3 separate regions of the Sus scrofa genome follow, and all the other regions are linked to region 3. The links are chromatin contacts, called in public Hi-C and HiChIP or PLAC-seq maps. All regions are on one chromosome and are shown on one strand. Each heading gives the region's core, a stretch centred on a gene start, on an enhancer-like site or on the middle of the called end of the contact. The rest is flanking DNA. Distances are from core to core; before and after follow the strand shown. Region 1 has its middle 59 kb from the start of DLL1. Region 2 overlaps LOC110259814 (a long non-coding RNA gene). Region 3 has its middle 26 kb from the start of PSMB1.

The links. A called contact is a pair of places that touch in the nucleus more often than the background predicts. HiChIP or PLAC-seq counts read pairs in DNA pulled down with a chosen protein or histone mark.
Region 1: a contact with region 3 is called in a Hi-C map of skeletal muscle, with 2.7 times the contacts expected there. The contact joins two enhancer-like sites. A contact is called at or near these places in 1 of 47 Hi-C or Micro-C datasets (skeletal muscle) and 1 of 2 datasets of contacts at active chromatin or transcription factors (skeletal muscle).
Region 2: an H3K27ac HiChIP or PLAC-seq map of skeletal muscle shows a contact between it and region 3. The contact joins two enhancer-like sites.

What each region holds. Positions count from the first base shown.
Region 1 is chr1:255,384-259,390 of Sscrofa11.1, reverse strand. No RefSeq gene overlaps it. Among named protein-coding and RNA genes, the nearest start is that of DLL1, 59 kb to the right of the region's middle. Within about 2 kb of position 1,735, at least 2 of the 83 cell types and tissues checked have an H3K27ac peak or open chromatin away from gene starts, as enhancers often do. A contact at or near this core is called in skeletal muscle, where this site is marked.
Region 2 is chr1:287,836-291,483 of Sscrofa11.1, reverse strand. It overlaps LOC110259814 (a long non-coding RNA gene), which reads right to left. Exons shown (of 5, transcript XR_002342130.1): 1 at 1,111-3,648; 2 at 308-415; 3 at 1-118. Among named protein-coding and RNA genes, the nearest start is that of DLL1, 91 kb to the right of the region's middle. Within about 2 kb of position 1,378, at least 34 of the 83 cell types and tissues checked have an H3K27ac peak or open chromatin away from gene starts, as enhancers often do. A contact at or near this core is called in skeletal muscle, where this site is marked.
Region 3 is chr1:47,388-51,375 of Sscrofa11.1, reverse strand. No RefSeq gene overlaps it. Among named protein-coding and RNA genes, the nearest start is that of PSMB1, 26 kb to the right of the region's middle. Within about 2 kb of position 1,620, at least 6 of the 83 cell types and tissues checked have an H3K27ac peak or open chromatin away from gene starts, as enhancers often do. A contact at or near this core is called in skeletal muscle, where this site is marked.

The DNA of each region.
Region 1 (4,007 bases), core at 486-2,985, 210 kb before region 3:
TTTTTTTAATTCCAGCTGATGTTTAGAAGAGCCACACTTAAAATTAAGAGTAAAATAAAGTAACAGGAAATGATAAATAACAAAAATATTCATTAGATGAGTGCTATTGTAGTAATAGCTATTAAATAAAATTTAAGGCAGAAAGGATAATAGTGCCCAATAGAGGAAAATCATGATGACAGGAGTAGTGCATCAAGCAGACCCAATAAACATTAATGCACATGTGCACCGAACAGCAAAGCCTGGAAATAAAGCAAAAGGCGCTGGGTTACAAAGAGAAAAGGCAGAAATTTGGTATAAATTTTTTTATTTGTCTTTTGTCTTTTTAGGGCCACACCCATGGCATATGGAGGTTCCCAGACTAGGGGTCTAATCGGAGCTACAGCCGCGGCCTACACCACAGCCACAGACAGCCACGCCAGATCCGAGCTGCGTCTGCGACCTACACCGCAGCTCACGGCAACACCAGATCCTCAACCCACTGAGCGAGGCCAGGGATCGAACCCGAGTCCTCATGGATGCTAGCCGGGTTGGTTAAGTACTGAGCCACGACGAGAACTCCAAAAATCTGGTAGAAATTTTTAATATTTTTTTAGAAAGTGATAAATGGAAGTGGACCAAACATTAAGAGTGATGGAGATTCGTAAAATATAATTAACAAATTTGATCAAATCATCACACGTAGAAGTATGAACACAACATGTATAGATCGTATATTCTTTTCAAGTAAATAGAAACCTTTGCAAAAAATGACCACATACCAGGCCACAAAAAAGCCATCACACGTTTCAAGGTATGAATTTCACAGAACTAAATGACCATAAAATTATTACTTAGCAAAGTATGTGATATAGATCTGAGGCAGCATTTAGAAGGATATTTATAGCTATAAATAAATTTATCAGACAGAAAAAGCCTAAAGGAACTAGTTAAGTGTTTTAATAAGATATAAAGGAAATAAAATGAACCTCAGGAAAACAGAAGGAAGTAAATATTAAAGAAAAAGCAACAAAATTTAAAACGCGTGACCACTAAGACAAGACATTAAGCTGCTCTTTGCAGAAGTACAGATAAGACCCTTGCAAGACTAGGTCAAGAAAAAGAAGGTACACAGTGCATATTTGGAATGAACGGGGAGAATAGTTACAGTAGAGAGACGTTTTTCAAATTACAAGAGAACCCTATGAACATCCATATGCCTAGGGAGCGGCCATGGAAAAGGCAAAAAAAAAAAAAAAAGACAAAAGTGTATTGATAAATTTTTTAATTTCTATAAAATTGATAGTAATTTTAGCAATATAGATTTTCAAAATTAAACCAAGATGAAATAAAAAACTAAATGAACCTAAAATCATTAAAACTAAAAATTTATTATAGAACTTTTTTCACAAGTTTCCAAGACAATTAACATTCCCCTATTTTCACGTGGAAACTTAAAACGCATGAGTGGAAGCTGAGGAAGCAGCCGTCTCTCCTGTAAATATTCCACGATGCTTGTGAATGGCGCCTCGGTGACCCGGTCTCACCTCCTAACACTGAGCTCACTGCACCCACCATCTGACATCGGCTGACCTGAATCCAGGAGAGTGCGGGACTCTTTCTGCTCACAACCTTGGCATTTTCCTGGGGACACATCATACAGGCTGGTCACTGCCAATCACCTGGCTGTACCGCTGCAAACTTGGAGAAAGCGTCAGCCGAGTTTTGCTGCCATGGCAGAACCGGCCCTGCTTGCTGGCATCTCACCCAGAAGGCCAGGCACAGAGCAGACGCCAGCTCCGGGGGCAAGGGTAGGGCTGCTGACCTGGTATCCGCCCAGGGCCAGCTTGGGACGGCCAGCCTCACAGCCCCATGCTGTCGCCCGGAAGCTCCCTCAGCCCGCTGTTGAGCCAGCGTGGGAGCGGACAGACAGGGGGACCAACGCAGCGCTGCTGAGCCCGCGTCTGACGCTTAGAGCTTTGAAGGTGTCTCCCTAGTGCGCTAGGTTCTAACACCATGCCAACATCACGCCACATGTGGCCTTCGAGACAGATGACAGGGCACTCAAGGCCCAGTTCCCAAGGAGCCCCTCCTATCCCGAGGGCGGGCTGGCCGAGCCGCGACGCTGCCTCCACAGAGGTCACGGGTAGGGCTGTCAGCCTCCGGAGCGCCCGGGCGGGGCCTCGGCCTGGATTCGTACCCGGCCTCCTGGGAAGCCTGGGGCAGCCACCATCTGTTCTCTCCCTTCCAGGTGTCAGCCTGGGCCACCCTCCGACCCAGCCCTGTCCCCTCAGCCTGCCCTCTTCCCAGCTGCAGGCCCGTGAGACCCCCATCCTGGGCAGCGTCACCTCCTGGAGGCATCCTTAACTCGCCTGGCCTGGTCTCTGCAACTTCTCTCCCCAACTCCCTAGGGTCCTCTGACCTGTAGCGTCTCCCTCCAGCAAGCACCGCTCCAGAACACGTGCCAGCATCGCCTGATCTGCTGCAGCGCCCAAGTGTGGCCGCCCCCGGGCCTCCTGGCTTCAGAAGTGCCCCGCGTGCTACCCATGAAGAAAGATGAAGCGCCTGTGGACAGTTCCTGACAGAACACGGCCAAACCATCTCTCAGACAATCTTAGACAGAAGAGGAAATGAGGGGACGTCCACGGTGGCCCTCCCAGGAGCGCAGGGCACCGAGGAGAGGCAGGGAAAAGCCGCCTGGCTCGGCCAGGCAGACCTGCACGCCCCAGAAGGGGGCCTCCAGCCGAGTATGAGCGTTTACACTGAGTTCATTAAGATCAAATATGAGCTTTAAAATAAATTGCTCATCCTCACCAGCCACACTTTAGGTGCTCAGTATCACATGCCCCAAAGGCTACTGCGTGGGACCTTCTAGAAAGCTCTACCAGTCAAAGCTGTATGCAGCAAGGCCAGCCTCAGGCACAAGCATGGGAAGAACACAGAACTGGGGGACCTCTGCGCCTCAGTCCCGTACACACGCCCACACAGACGCACGGCACGCTCACCTCTCACACACCCTAAACCACTGCAGCTTGAAAAACAATTTGTGGGGCAACATCGTCCCTCAAAACGTGAATTCAGTGACTCACTCTGCCAGTCACCCTAACCCCGGGGGCGCTCAGACCAGCACCCCCCCCCACTGGAAGGGGCGTTCTTGAAGTTGGGGTGGCCAGGCACCAAAGATGCATCCTCATGGATACTAGTCGGGTTCGTAACCTCTGAGCCACAGTGGGAACTCCCCATCTGGGATTTTAAATCTTTCAACCAAAACCAGTCACTGCCTATTTATGTGGCATATTGCCTAGCTCAGCCCTCTGCTTGTGGCACAGGTTGGCAGGTCCCCTTCTTGGGGCCAGTGGCCATTCTAGGAGCGTTCAGGAAGGAGGAATGGGGGAGGGACTCAGACAGCCACCAATGCCTGCCTGTCCCTGAGTCTCCCCTGAATCTTGTCCCCTGCATTCCTGACCTACATACAGAGGTAGCTCTCAGCCTCCCCCCCCAGACCCGTTCTCCGATTTCACCAACTGGCCTCTGCTCTCGTGACCCGGGCTGGGGAGGGTTCAACTTCCGCACACACACACCCCCACCCAGGGGCTCGGTCCACACTTCTGTCCCTGGCGGCACTTCCGGTCCTCGCTTCTGCCACAGGAGCTCAGCTGGCATCGACGTCAGAATCAAACATCACTTTTCCAGAGAATCTTGGGCCGCAATGAAAATAAAGCAAAATAAACCCACAGCTCCCACCCGAAGCGGCGCCTTCCCCTCCGACAGGTTCCCTTTGGCTTGCGATCCGGTGGGAGAGTGGGGACACTGAAGTCTGGTCTCCCCCTGGAGACACAGGCTTGTTCATGTTCAGGAAAAACTGAGACTGAGAGGGGTCAGCCCTGTGACCTGGCCCCTCGTGTTCTCTAGCCCCCGCGGGCAAGAGGGGTGCAGGCCCAAACATTGGCCCCCTTGGCCAGCGAGGGCTGGTCCCCACCAAACAGGGCCAGGGCTAGGCTCCTGCACACGCTCTGAGGGCTGCGGGT
Region 2 (3,648 bases), core at 129-2,628, 240 kb before region 3:
CATCTGCTGGTCACCTTAGCCTTTCCAGGCCGTGATCTCCAAGTTCTCCAAGCCCAGGAGCACCAAGAATCGCCATGGAGACCTCCATCCACCAACACCCAGGGCCGACTTGGACCACCTGAGATGTAAACCAAAGGCCGAGACCAGCAGAGGCTAAAGAACAAAACTCAGGACCCCTCCTGAGCCATCATATGGGGAGGGGAGGCCATGAGGTGTAGACAACACAGTGTCATAGGGACTCTAACCCTCAGGTGTGAGTGGTGTAGACACTCCTGGTGTTTTGAGCTGGGCCCTCACCTGGGCTCACCTGGGCTTGCCACCTTTGTTCAGAGGTCATGTCTACGGGAGCCATGATTTCCATGTCCGCCCTCAGCTAAGAAGCTTGTTCTTCCGTGTGACAACGCCTGGGCCACAACTGGGAGGGGATGGATGAGCAAAGAACCATGGGTTCAACCTCTGCTTGTGGGGCCCTGGGACAGCACCCCCCCCACTTCCTGCTGATCTCAGGTGCCTGGGAATCCAGAGAGGGAACAAGCAGGTGAGGCCCTGCCCTAAGACCTGAGGCAGGCCTGGGGTCCCTCTGGATGGACCAGGCTGCTCCAGTGGACAAAGGCCTGGCACTTGCTGGCCCTTCAGGATGGAGCAGCAGGGCCGAGCCGCCTGCAGCCCCCAGGTGGGCGAGGTCGCCTCTCAGCCTTACGGCTCTTCATGGTGGGTTTTGCCAGGAGCCAGATTCCCCAGTTTTCCTCTAAAAACTAACCAATAAATTCTTTATTATTTTCTGATAATTTCCCCAAGGAAAAAATGAAAGCAGTGCAAAGACTGTAAATGAGCCGTTAGTTGTGCCCGAGGCGGATGACGGATTCCCCAGGTCTTTCTCGAATTCGGCGCAAGAGGTCAGCAGGAAGATGACCAGGACGACCTCCCCGCTCCGCTCTCCTCTTTTTCAGGGGCGGGGGGAGCCCGCCAGCCAGGAGCCGCAGGAAGGCCTTGGGAGTGTGGTCTTGTTCCTCGGGTTCCCCCCCCCCCGGCAGAGCATCCCTGAGACCAGCCTTCAGCACGCTAAGCAGCTTCCCCCGCAGCCTGGCGCCCTCCCCTTCGGAAACACACCAGCTGACCCGCAGAATCAAACAGCTCTTTCTTCTCTCTGAGGATGCGAAGCTCCTTAATCTTTACTGCCGAGGTCTGCTCCCTTATGAAATATTTATTGCCTGGAGGCACCCCCTGGAGAGTGGCCCGGCCTCCCCCGCCCCCCAGATGAGAGATCTGGGCAGCAGGGACGGCACGGTGTTTGCTTGGAGGCCGATGCCACTCCCAGCAAGTGGGGGCCGGGCTCCTGGGAGGCTGCGGCCTCCCTGGTGCCTCAGCTGCCCTCCGTGCAGGCAGCCGATGAGTCATGGTGACCACGACTATTTTAAGGAGGTCCTTTCGATGTTCTAGATGGTTGCAGCTGCAGTGCAATCCACACCGCCAGGACGACTGCTTCCCGGGAACCAGGGGGAGGTGGCAGCTGTGGAGCCAGAGCCCGGGGAGCGGACCGACTCCTGACACCACGTGGCCCCTCCTGGCGAGCCCAGAAAGCCCCCTGTAAGGGCTTCAGAAACAGACATTTAAAGGAGAAAGAAGAAGGACCAGTGTTCAAAGCAGCTGCTTCTGAAGTTCAGAAACCTCAGTTCAAGCCGTTCCCACCCCCCACCCCCAGTTCCGCCTCCCTCTTCCTGGCACTTGGTTTCTATTTCAACTGGAGAGAAAATGCTGCCCCCACAGCCGCCGTGGGAAGGTCCGGCTCCCCACCTCCCACGGGACTCGAGGACCAGATGTGTTCCGCTGGGCAGAGGCCCCAGGCCTGCCGGCCCAGAGCTGTCCTGGCCGGCCCTCCGCCCACCACATGCCCGCCTTCTCCCTGAGCTTGACCCAAGCCCCGTGTGGGCGAAGATGGCCAGATTCTGTCCTCGGCAGGGTCCAGGCGGCTGCAAAGGGCCAGCACGGCCCAGTTTCCTGTGGCAAGAGGTGGATCCCTTGGCCAGTACCTTACGACGTCCATGAAGGTCTCTGAAGCCCCAGGAGCTGATGAAACACGATGATGAAACTACGAATCACCTTCTGAGCATGCAGACCAGCCTCAGCTTATGCAGCCACCTGTCCACCTGGCATGCGAGCTGATCCAGTGCCCACTGTGCGTCTCTGGGCAGCTGGGATAGGACCTCGGTCTAGGCTGCTGCATCCGGAGACCAGAGACATGGTGTCAGGCTGTCCCTCTGAAGGCCCCTGCAGGCAGCCTCCTTCCTCCCTGAGACTGCCTCCCCCTGGGACCCCCACATCACCTTCCCACGAGACTGCCATCACCAGGTCAGGGTCCACCTGACTCCAGCAGGACCTCACCCTTACCGACCACGTCTTCCAGGACCCTACCGCGAAATCAGCTCACATTCTGAAGGACTACAGTGTAGAAACTCAACATACGACCTTGGAGGGGACACAAGTCAGCCCAAACAGAGCCATCTTCATCCATCAGCCACTGGATGGACTGCTCGGGGGCCCCACGGCCTGTCAAACCCAGGTGGCCCCAAGGCCGTCTCAGCAGACAAGCGGCCAAGCTGGTCTCTCGTGGATAAGGAGTGGGGTTGGCTCTCCCTCTGACGCCAACGTGTCCGCCACCCCAGCCTGGGCCAGGCTCCCAGGAGCGCAGCTGAGAGGGGGTCCAGCACATCCTCCTGGGCCCTGGCTCCACCTGGAGGAAGCATGGGGATGGGGCGGGTCACAGTGCTTGGCCCCGTGCTCGCCTGCGGCAGCCGGGTCCTTTCAGCCCTCCTGGAGCAGCTCACCTCCGCCTGAGCTCTGTGCTGGCTTCTGATCTCGTCTCAGAATCACAGGCAGGGACCCAGAGAGGTGGGATGGTCCCTGAGGGCCTGTGCTCAGGAGACACCACCCCCTCACAGGGCACCCCCTCACTCAGGAGCAGTGACGACAACCCACCAGTGCTGGGGACCAACCTGGGCTGCTTTCTTAGTTGGAGACACTGCCCATAAACAGACGAGGTTGAGCAAGAAAGCGTGGCGGGAGGTGAGGCCTGGGCGCGGCGGGAGGTGTCGGGGGCCCAGGATGAGAATAGGGAGCAAGAGGGTCGGGTCTCAGGGGACTGCGGAGTTCAGGGTGTGGCCGCCTACATTTGAAGCTCGCCCAGGTGCCCTCTGAAAGCAGGGCAGAGGAGAGGGCGCTGCAGAGGCAGAGGGGCAGCAGGCCTGCGGCAGTGACCCAGGCACCCGTGGGCCGGGTCCAGGCCACCCTGGTTGGGAGCGGAGGAGACATTGGGCTCTGTCCGGCTCAGGGAGCTGACCGTCTTGGGTGATGTTCGTGCAGGAGCACTGGGGCCACAGCAAAGCTCCCGTCTCGAGTGACACCAGTTGTCGGCTTGAGGAAGATTGTAGGAGATGATGTGGGGACGTGGAAGGCGACCTGGACCAGCTTAGTGCAGGTGCCCCGCCAGACATCCAGGGGCAGACGCTGGCTGGCTCAGCGTGGGCGTCCAGGACTGGGGAGGCAGATTTGATGGTCATCAGGCTAGATGGTTTGAAGGCCATGCTCCCCCCCGCCCCGGGGATGAGCCCAGATAAGGATGAGAAGGCATCTCCAGTTGGAGGCAGGGGG
Region 3 (3,988 bases), core at 371-2,870:
TTCAAGCAGTAATGGTAGGCATGGATGTAGAACCGAGGTACAAAGTAAGCGAGCCCCCCGCCAGCCCCCAAGATATGGCTGAAAGTGAAGAGTTACCCTCTGCGGAGCATCTGAGCCCAGAGGAGAGAGAATGAGGGGCAGAGGCACGGCAAGTTTGTGTGGCTTCCCAGAGGTGCACTTGAGCTAGACTTTGAAGGATTTGAAGAAGAGTTTCCTGGCAGATGAGGCGGCGTGGGTTGCGGGCCCTCCAGAAAAGTTATAGCCCACAGGACTCAATCATGATAATTGCAGCTCACTGAGGATTCCTGTGTGTTGGGCTCTGGGCCCAGCACTTACACACATCACCTCGTCCACGCTTCCCTGGGAGAAGTGATAATATTTCACACATTTCACAAGTGAGGAAGTTCCAACTTTGGGATATTTGAGGCCACACAACTGGCAAACAATGGAATTAGGGTCCCAAGGCTAATGGCCACTCCACAAGCATCTCTGGGCAACAGTGAGCAGTTTGGCGTCGCCAGAGAGGGAGACAAGGTGGGCAGGACTGGAGGGCCCTGGTATGGGCGTAGCTGCATCCAGGGTGATTTCTGCTGCTGCTTAGCGCCCCTGGGAAGGTGGGGGAGCACAGTGAAGACCCCAGTAGGGGGGCCACCTACTGCACCCATGTGAAGGTAGATGAAGTGGAGGGTGTCCCTGGGCCTTATTTCACATGAGTGTCCAATTCATGCTAGTTTTTTTAATGTATGGTCCCTGGACAATCCCCCACCCCCCCAACCTGGTGTCTTGTAAACACCCAGGGGCTTATTGCACACCCTGGGTTCCTCCTGGCTTCCACGGTCACCTTGGCTGCGGAGTGAGCACAGCTGTGACTCTTTCTGGGTAGAATTTCACACAAATTCACTGCCAATCTATAACTTTCCTGGCACACACATTTGTCACAGCGGTAAAGAAGGAGAGTCGCTATAGTCGCACATCTGCATGGGATCCTGTCCCTGGAGAAGCTGCTTCTGGCATGTAGTCATGGAGGAAACTGAGATAAACAAATGTCTCCTTTTCTGGACAATTTCTTGAGCTGGAATCTACTGCAAAAGGAAAGACACTTAGAAGTGATGTCACTTGGGCAACATATAGTTCCCCTGCAGTATTCCAACTGAAGGTGACAGTGACAATAAGTTGGCACCACTGACGTGGCAGGAACTCCCCATGGCACATTGACAAGTGGATGTGACAGTCACTTTCCCCTCAACCCAGGTCACAGAGGCAAGAGGGCACCCTGGAAACTTAAAGATGGCTTTAGTTTAAGGAAAATAAGAGAGAAAAACATGCCTCAGGAAAAAAATCATTTGAATTCAATGGCTCTTCACAGTGGCACAGACATAAAAATATAAATAGGTTTACAAAAAGCCTTTACATAGATTGCGGATGATTGATTCATGGCTGGCTATTAAGGGAAACTCAAGGTGGCCAGGCTATTCTGAGGCCAAGCTCTGGGAGGCACCCTCGGTCTCGCAAACCATTCCCTTGGCACTCTTCCGGGGAGAAGTGTGGCCTGTGCAGCCTGCTGTCTGACTCTCCTTTTAAGGCCATCAGGGATCTGAGCCCCATGGGCAGGGAGCAGGCGTGGCGGCCAGAGCACAAGGGGTCATCCCTGCAAATAGCTTGACTCTGAAGTTTCTAAAAGAGAGCCTGGCCACCTGGGCTCCCAAAAGAGGTGCCTGTCACACGTGCCCTCTGCCACTTGTGCCCAGAGGAGCTGTCTGCACGAGCTGGAGCACCACCCTCAGCTGGCAGGTTAAATATGTCCCACAGCCGGCACTGGGGCCCTCTCCCAAAATAGTCCCAACACAGGAACAATAAAGGCAGAGGTGACAATGAGACTAATAGCAGCCCATTCTTACCATTATCCCCGGGAATAAAGCACAAACAAGGTGTGGACCATCAGCGAGGTGGCAGTGTTGAATAGAGAGCTAAAGACAAGAGCAAGCAAAACACCTGAGGTAGTGGGCTGGATAGTATGGAAAGTTTGTTATTTGAGAAAACAAGTGATATTTACATTCTTAACACAGAGCAGGGTAATGTGATAGAGCAGAGACCCTGCTTAAAAACAAAAAACTTTTGAGGAAAATGCACTGCCCTGAAGGAGAGCAGAGATGCTGTGAGGGGGCTTCCTGTGTGGCCCAGGGGACAGGCTGGGTGGACATCCCTGGAGCTGTCCCTTCAGAGGTTAGGTGACCTTGCTCCAAGGCAGGTGGAAAGGGACATCCATACCCCACAAGCGAGGGGCTGGAAGCCTGGCTCGGTCTGAATCTGGCACCTATGTTGAAAGAAGCCTGTGGCTTTTTAAGAAACAGAAGTTTATCTCATAATGGCATAAACTAAAAAATTCAGGGGTTCCCACTCTGGCACAGTGTGTTAAGGATGTGGTGTTGCTGCAGGTGTGGTATAGGTTGCAGCTGCAGCTGGGATTTGATCCCTGGCCTGAGTTTTCCTTATGCTGTGGGTGCAGCCAAAAAAAGGTCAATGATATTCAGATATGTGTCATATCACAGTCAATTATTATTTAATAGAAACAGGTCAAATTGGCTAATCTAAGCAACGGAAAGACATGTAAACTTAGATGGCTCCGTTGATGAAAAATTGAACTCTGAATCTGATCAAGCCTCAAACTCTACCAATTTATAGGAAAAGACATTTATGGAAACTATAGGAATAGAATCAGCAATATCCAGAAAGCAGAGAACTCTGCAGTACAAATCATCTGCTCCTTTGACAACTGAGTTTTGCGGGAATGAGAAAGAGATTGAGAAAGATTAACACAGAGAAGGAGGAAGATCGGAGCTAGAGATTGAAATATTTGGCTGCAGATTTGAATGAAGTGTAAATAGACATTTATGAAACAATCAAGGAAATGTGAACATAGACTGGACATTATAGTTAACATTTAAGGATACGATTATGACAGTGATTATATTGTATTTAATTTTTGGTGTTTTTTTTTAAGGGTCACACCCGTGGCATAAGGAGGTTCCCAGGCTAGGGGTCCGTTGGAGCTGCAGCTGCTGGCCTACACCACAGCCACAGCAACACAGGATCCAAGCCCCTTCTTTAACCTACACCACAGCTCACGGCAATGCCAGATCCTTAACCCACTGAGCGAGGCCAGGGATTGAACCTGCGTCCTCATGGATACTTTTCGGGTTCATTACCACTGAGACAAGATGGGAACTCCTGATTATATTTTAAAAACATGCCTTGGTGTTCCCGTTGTGGCGCAGTGGTTAATGAATCTGACTAGGAACCATGAGGTTGCGGGTTCGGTCCCTGCCCTTGCTCAGTGGGTTGACGATCCGGCGTTGCCGTCAGCTGTGGTGTAGGTTGCAGACGTGGCTCGGATCCCGGATCCCGCGTTGCTGTGGCTCTGGCGTAGGCCGGAGACTACAGCTCCGATTCGACCCCTAGCCTGGGAACTTCCATATGCCGCGGAGCGGCCCAAAGAAATAGCAAAAAGACAATAAATAAATAAATAAATAAATAAATAAATGCCTTTTTTTTTTTTTTTTTTTAGAGGGCTGATATATTTACAGATGAAGTATAGGATTTCTGGGATTTGCTTCAAAATAATTTTTTTTGGGGGGAGGGTAGGGAATGAAATAAGAGTGGCCGTGAAGTGGCCATTTAATGAAGTGGGTGAGGGGCACACAGGGTTTCATTACACTGATCTCTCAACTTTTTTGGTATACATTTGAAATGTTCCATAATAAAATACATAAATGGATGAGACATTGGAGGAATTCTCCAAGCTTCCAATGGATACAAAAAAGCAATGGTGATTTTCCCTGTGGTTTTTCCTTCATTTCTGCCTCTAAGCATTTATTACAGAGTCTTTTTGAGGAAAATCTTGCACCTTTCAGATAATATTGTTTATTAGAATTTCATAATAGGTGCTAAGAGTTAAAACTCCTTTCATCTTCTTCAGGAAGTCTGAGGG